2 separate regions of the Dromaius novaehollandiae genome follow, and region 2 is linked to region 1. Evidence: chromatin contacts called from public Hi-C data. All regions are on one chromosome and are shown on one strand. The core of a region is the stretch at or near the end of the contact, and the rest is flanking DNA. Distances in the headings are between cores, read along the strand shown.

What was found. A called contact is a pair of places that touch in the nucleus more often than the background predicts.
Region 2: a contact with region 1 is called in a Hi-C map of liver, with 3 times the contacts expected there. The contact joins the promoter of BIN1 here to the enhancer-like site in region 1. A contact is called at or near these places in 3 of 4 Hi-C or Micro-C datasets (brain, liver and ovary).

Annotation. Positions count from the first base shown.
Region 1 is chr7:16,847,276-16,849,975 of bDroNov1.hap1, reverse strand. BIN1 (bridging integrator 1) reads left to right here. Exons shown (of 14, transcript XM_026095624.2): 9 at 356-438. Among named protein-coding and RNA genes, the nearest start is that of BIN1, 72 kb to the left of the region's middle. Within about 2 kb of position 1,290, at least 2 of the 2 cell types and tissues checked have open chromatin away from gene starts, as enhancers often do.
Region 2 is chr7:16,919,600-16,922,299 of bDroNov1.hap1, reverse strand. BIN1 (bridging integrator 1) reads left to right here and starts at 1,259. Exons shown (of 14, transcript XM_026095624.2): 1 at 1,259-1,462. The coding sequence starts at 1,379.

The sequences.
Region 1 (2,700 bases), core at 41-2,540:
CATGTAGACCATCAGGAAAATTCTTTGCCTGCTTTGCAATGGTACCTGGTGGGGGCAGGTGATAGAGAATCAAAGAGGATGGTTCGTAAGTGAGACAGAGCGTTCCCAGGAGATGTCAGCAACTCTTCAACTATTTGAGTACAGCAGTGTGTGTTCCCCGCCCCACCCACCCCCACCCCCACCAAAGGAAGAGTGGGAACAGATGGGGGCTATCTTCTCTTGGGATAGTTGACTGTGTACACATGCTTGGGTGCAAGTCTGTGCTTGGCCAGCCTGTGCTGGCCAGCCCAGGCTTTCTTGTGGCACTCGAAGCTCTTTTCTCAATCTTTTTCTCTCTTGTTTTTGCATTTTGCAGTTGAACCAAAACCTCCATGATGTCCTGCTGGGTCTAGACAAGCAGTACTCAGGCAATGCCTTCCCTGTTAAAGCACAGCCCAGGTCAGTAACTGTGGGAGCAGTATCTTTCCTTGGCAGGGGAGGAGGGGCAGGCTGAGGCTGTGGTACAGGGAAGTCTCTTCTAGTTGCATTGAAACCACCATGTTGTTGTTTGGGAAGCAATTTGATTGCCTGCATGTAGTCAGCCAGTGCCCTTCTGAGATTCCGGAAGACATGTCCAAGGTTGCACCTGGGGCTGGCAGAGACAACACAAGATGACTTCCCTTTCTGTAATAGCAGCTGGAGGCCTAAACTTTCACTGCATACTGATGTTTAGGCAACTAACTCCTGCCCCTGCTGTTTTTAAAGCTGAATTCCATGCACCAACACTGTAATACTGAGCAGCCCTTCTTCCTTGGTCTAGTTGCCCTGCACTCTCACCCCATTCTTTCCTCTAAAGCTTCCCCCACAAACCCGCAACTTGCGATCTCTAGAGAGTCAAAACAATCCTGTTTACTTCCCCAGCCTCCTATTTTGCCCTCCAAACTTGGAGCCTCCTGTTTGCCAAAGTCTTATGCCTCCTGTGTATTGAAATGGGATGTGTTGCTTCCACGTGTGTTGTGCAGCCTCACTAGTATGAGGCCTTCTAATCTGAGAATGCCTCCGATCTGCCTGCGTGCAAGGAATGAGTGTCCTCCAGGCCTTTAGTTTTCTTTCCTTGGTTAGGTCCCATCCTTTTTGGTTAACTGCAGATCTGCACATTCTCTCTCACTGAGAGGGGAGGGAGAGGTCAGGCACTGGATGAGGTGGCGTCTGGCTCCTGTCCAAATGCGTGAGTGATGAAACAATGCAGGGCTCTGGCTTCCAGCTGCTGCTAATCCCACGTGCCGGGTGAGCAGGAATGCAGCCCGTGTCCTCAATTGGTATACTGATGGAGGGGGAGGTGAAGTCAGCATGAAGTAAGGACAAGCTGCAGTTCCAGCGTATGGATTTGGAGAGGCTGGATCAGCTGTTGAGAGCTCTGTGCTCCCTTGTCTTACCTGCCTGTTTAACCCCCTGTTACAGTCATGCATAGACGACTTGCGTGTCTTGTTCCAGTGTGGCTAACTTTAAAAGAGGACGCTCAAGTGAAATTTGGCCCATGAATTTTGGATTGCTAACATCAGATCTCCAAGATGCTAGTAGAAAGGCTTCTTGTGAAAATAATACCCTCTTCCAAAGTTAGCACAAGGTGCCTGTTAGTCATCACAGCCCAAAGACTGAAGACTTGCGAGGGGGCTGCCGGTGCATAGCCTTTTACTGCTGTGTGCCTTGCTGTTTCTGATAGCAGCATCCACCAGAAAAGGATGAGGTAACAGGAAGGGTGAAGGTTGTAGCCTTTGCTTTGTCCAGCTGCTTCCTCCTCCTTCCTTCCTCAAGGAAGTGATTGCAGGCTGTAGTGACAGCTTGGCCAAGACATGTTTATTATTGTTGTGGCCTGAAAGAGCTTCCAAGAAAATAAATTACCTGTTGTCATGATTCCTGCCCACACAAACTGCAAGCTTCACCTGGGGATATAATAGGTGACTTAGCTGCACCTCTGCTCTCTTTGGCTGCCTGGGAGGCCACAGGGCCGTAAAAACAAAACTGAGCACGCAGAAGAGCCTGCGCAGGTAGCAATTCAGCTGCTGCTGCTTCATCACTTCCTTCCCTGCTCAGGCGTCAGCTGAGATGCCAGACTTGCCCTAAAGCAGCTGTGCTGCCCTGAACGCAGTGGAGCAGAGGGTTGTAGGAGGATGCATCAGACGTTTGCTAGGACAGTAGATGTTTTAGACTGACCAGGAAATGTAGTGAGGTACTTCTGTCATCCACCACATCTGCGTGCCCCCTGTCCCCCTGCCCCCATCGTGGTGATGTTTTAAGGCTGTAGGGCTGGAGCAGCACCATGCAGGAGGAAATACCCGTTACCGTTCTGATTGCCCATTGTGGCATGCATTAAGAGCAGATGCTTCCCTAACCCTTCCCTACTGGGAAGGGGATTGGGGATGGATACAATAGCAGGAAATGAATTAAGAGGTGTGAGAAGAGAGGCATTTACCTTTTACATGACCACAGCATCCATGTGAGCGCCTACAGAAACCTTACTGTGGCTGACAAAATCAGCCTGGCTACATAGCACAAGTAGCACAGACTAGCTGATGTGTTTCTAGGGACCTCAGACATATATCTGAGATACGTTTTTGAAAGTCTTTGACCATTCAGGGCTGTCAGATTTCTGGAAGACCTAGGAGATCTGTACATTATCATAATATGATCAGACAAAATGAAAAAGACATATTAGGAAAA
Region 2 (2,700 bases), core at 10-2,509, 72 kb before region 1:
GACAGGCTACCGGCAGGATGCAACCTGCAGCATTGCAACCATATTGAAAAGCAGTTCAGTCGCCACCGAAGAGTAATTCCATGCAGGCTCAGGTACCGAGGAAGCAGGGTAAGTCAGGCCTATCCAGGATTCTGTGCTGTCATGGCTGGTTTTCTTCTGGTACTTGATGCAATTTTCGTGACATTTAAACGTCACTCAGTGCCCCTTTGCTACAATGTCTTCTGCAGTGGAGGCAGGCAAAGCACCTCACAGCACCCTCAGCGTTATGCTCCAACTGGAACAACCTTCAGCTGCAGCCATGCTGAATCCACAGGCAAACCCCAAAATGGGTAAAAAGCTGCTAGCATAACACATGCAGGGTTCGGTGCAAACAGTAACTAATCAGCCATGCTAATGCTCCTGTGAGGCAAGCTACTCATTTGATTATTGCCAATTTTCAGAGACAATACTGAGGTGAAGGCGCTTATCCGGGGTCCCGTAGTAAGTTGATACACGAGCCAGAATTAAAGGATGAAATCTTCTGAACTTCCAGCTCACTTCTAAAAACAGGCTGTTGATTCACTTATATTCTTGTGGGATTTTTTTGGTTTTATAAACTCTCAGTTTGTTAAAGGTCCAGAAATAATTTGAAAAGTATTTTTGCGGTATTTTTTATGAGTATTGACAACCAGTGATAGCAATTGGCAGTGCAAATCTCTTCAAACAAGTAAGTGGCATTTTGTTGCAACAGCAAAATCGTGTCAGCTACCTAATATTAATCATTTGCTACCATTTAGCATTCTAATTGCAGTGAGGACTAATATAGCCATCAGTCAGCATCTTCAAGTAAAATTCCTCATTTAGCCATTTTAAAATATTGGTGGCTCATGGGTCTGGTGTGGGAAGCACATCTCCTTTTCTGTGGGTGGCGGCAGCCGTAGCCGCCTTACTCCGGCAGACTTTAGACCATTTTGATAAGCAGGCAAGATACGCAACGAGGAGAGAAAGCTGCGGTTCGTCCTAGAATAAAACCTGCGGCTGACCCCTTTTTTTTTTTGTTCCCCCTCCCCAGCCCCCGGCCCTCCTCCTGCTCATCGGGGTGCAGCTATACCAGGGCAGGACTTTGCCGTGGCCGCTGCTCCTTAGCGCTGCCCGGGGCACCACGCGCGGCCCCAGCGCCCCCTCCGTCCGCCGCGGCCGCGGGGCCGTGCTGCTGCTGCCCCCTCCCGGGGCGGCGCGCGGCCCCTTTAAGGCGGCGCGGCGGCCGCGGCGCGCTGTCCCTTTAAAAGGCGGCGCCGGAGCGGCTCGCCGCGGGAGGCCGCGGCCATTGTGTGCCGGGTTTTGCCCCCCTTCCCGCCGGCCCGGCGCTCGCAGCCGCGCCGTTAAAAGAGCAGGCAAGATGGCTGAGCTGGGCGGCAAGGGGGTCACCGCGGGCAAGATCGCCAGCAACGTCCAGAAGAAGCTCACGCGGGCGCAGGAGAAGGTAGAGGCGGCGGCGGCTCCGCCGCGACCTGCGGGCAGCCCTGGGGCCGCCCGGCCTCCGCTCTCGGCTGCGGGGCGGCGTTGCCCGGGCCGGGGCGCCTGTGCGTGCGGGATCCCCGCAGCGCCCGGGGCGTTTGCCGGGGAGAGCCTGGGAACGCGAAACGCTGTGAGCGCCGCGGATTTACCGCCCGTCTGCGCGCTCTGGGGGAGGAGGATGAGCAGAAACAGCTTCAGATTCAGCCTGGAAGAGGGGAGGAGGACCGAGAACTGCCTATTGGCTTTAAATTTGTAGATATAGGTTGTTTTAGCAGAAGAGACCTTTTTATAATGCTTACGTTGCATTTCGTACAGCGATTTCAAGAGCTGCACTGCATATGTAGCTGTGCTGCATAGGTAACCTTAAAGACAGCGAGGAAAGAGAGATGGGCACCCCCTTCCTTGCTTATCTTGTAAAAACGTAGGATGGTGTTTGCAGCTTGTGTTACTGCCCTTGAGCTCCAGATTTCGAGCTGGCTGTAAGGCAGAAACCATAGCCTCCCTGAACGCTGCGCTGTTGCCTGGCGGGGGGAGGGATGGATTTTGAATCCTGGGGCCCCTCTCCCCGCTCTGCACCCTGTGCTGGAGAAAGGTGCCAGGAATAGGCAATGGATAGTTTTCACGTTCATCTCTCTGGCATGCTGCTTCTGGCGCCAGATGCCTGCCCTGTGTAGGGATTATTAGACGTTTTACGCAGGGACATTGATCAGCTGCTTTTATCTCCAGCACGCACATCTTGGTTTTCAGTGATTTGCTGTGGGATGACATTGACTCAATAAGGACTGGTGTAGCTTGGAGGGAGGGAGGGTGGAACAGATCGGCCCTATTGCTGCTGCTGTTTCCTGGGAGTTATCTTTAGCAGATTTAATCTGCAAGGTTTGGGACTGGATGCAGTGCTAGCCTGAGCCTTGTACCGATCATTGACACTGTTTGAAAATGCTGCTGGGTCAGAATGGGAATGCAAACCTATGGGGCCTAATTCTGTCCATACTGCTTCCACCAGCTTAAAGCTGGAGTGGGCTTTGAACTTGCTTTACTGGTCTGGAAGAAAACAAGTGAAGAGCAGATCCAGTGTAGAACTGGCTGCAGCAACAAATTCTTGGCCTCCCTTCTTACACTGCCCACTAACACCTGGTCTTTTATTTTAGAGGACCCTTTTCTGTGGTTGAACATGGCTAAATCTGTGCCTTTTTCCCTTATTGG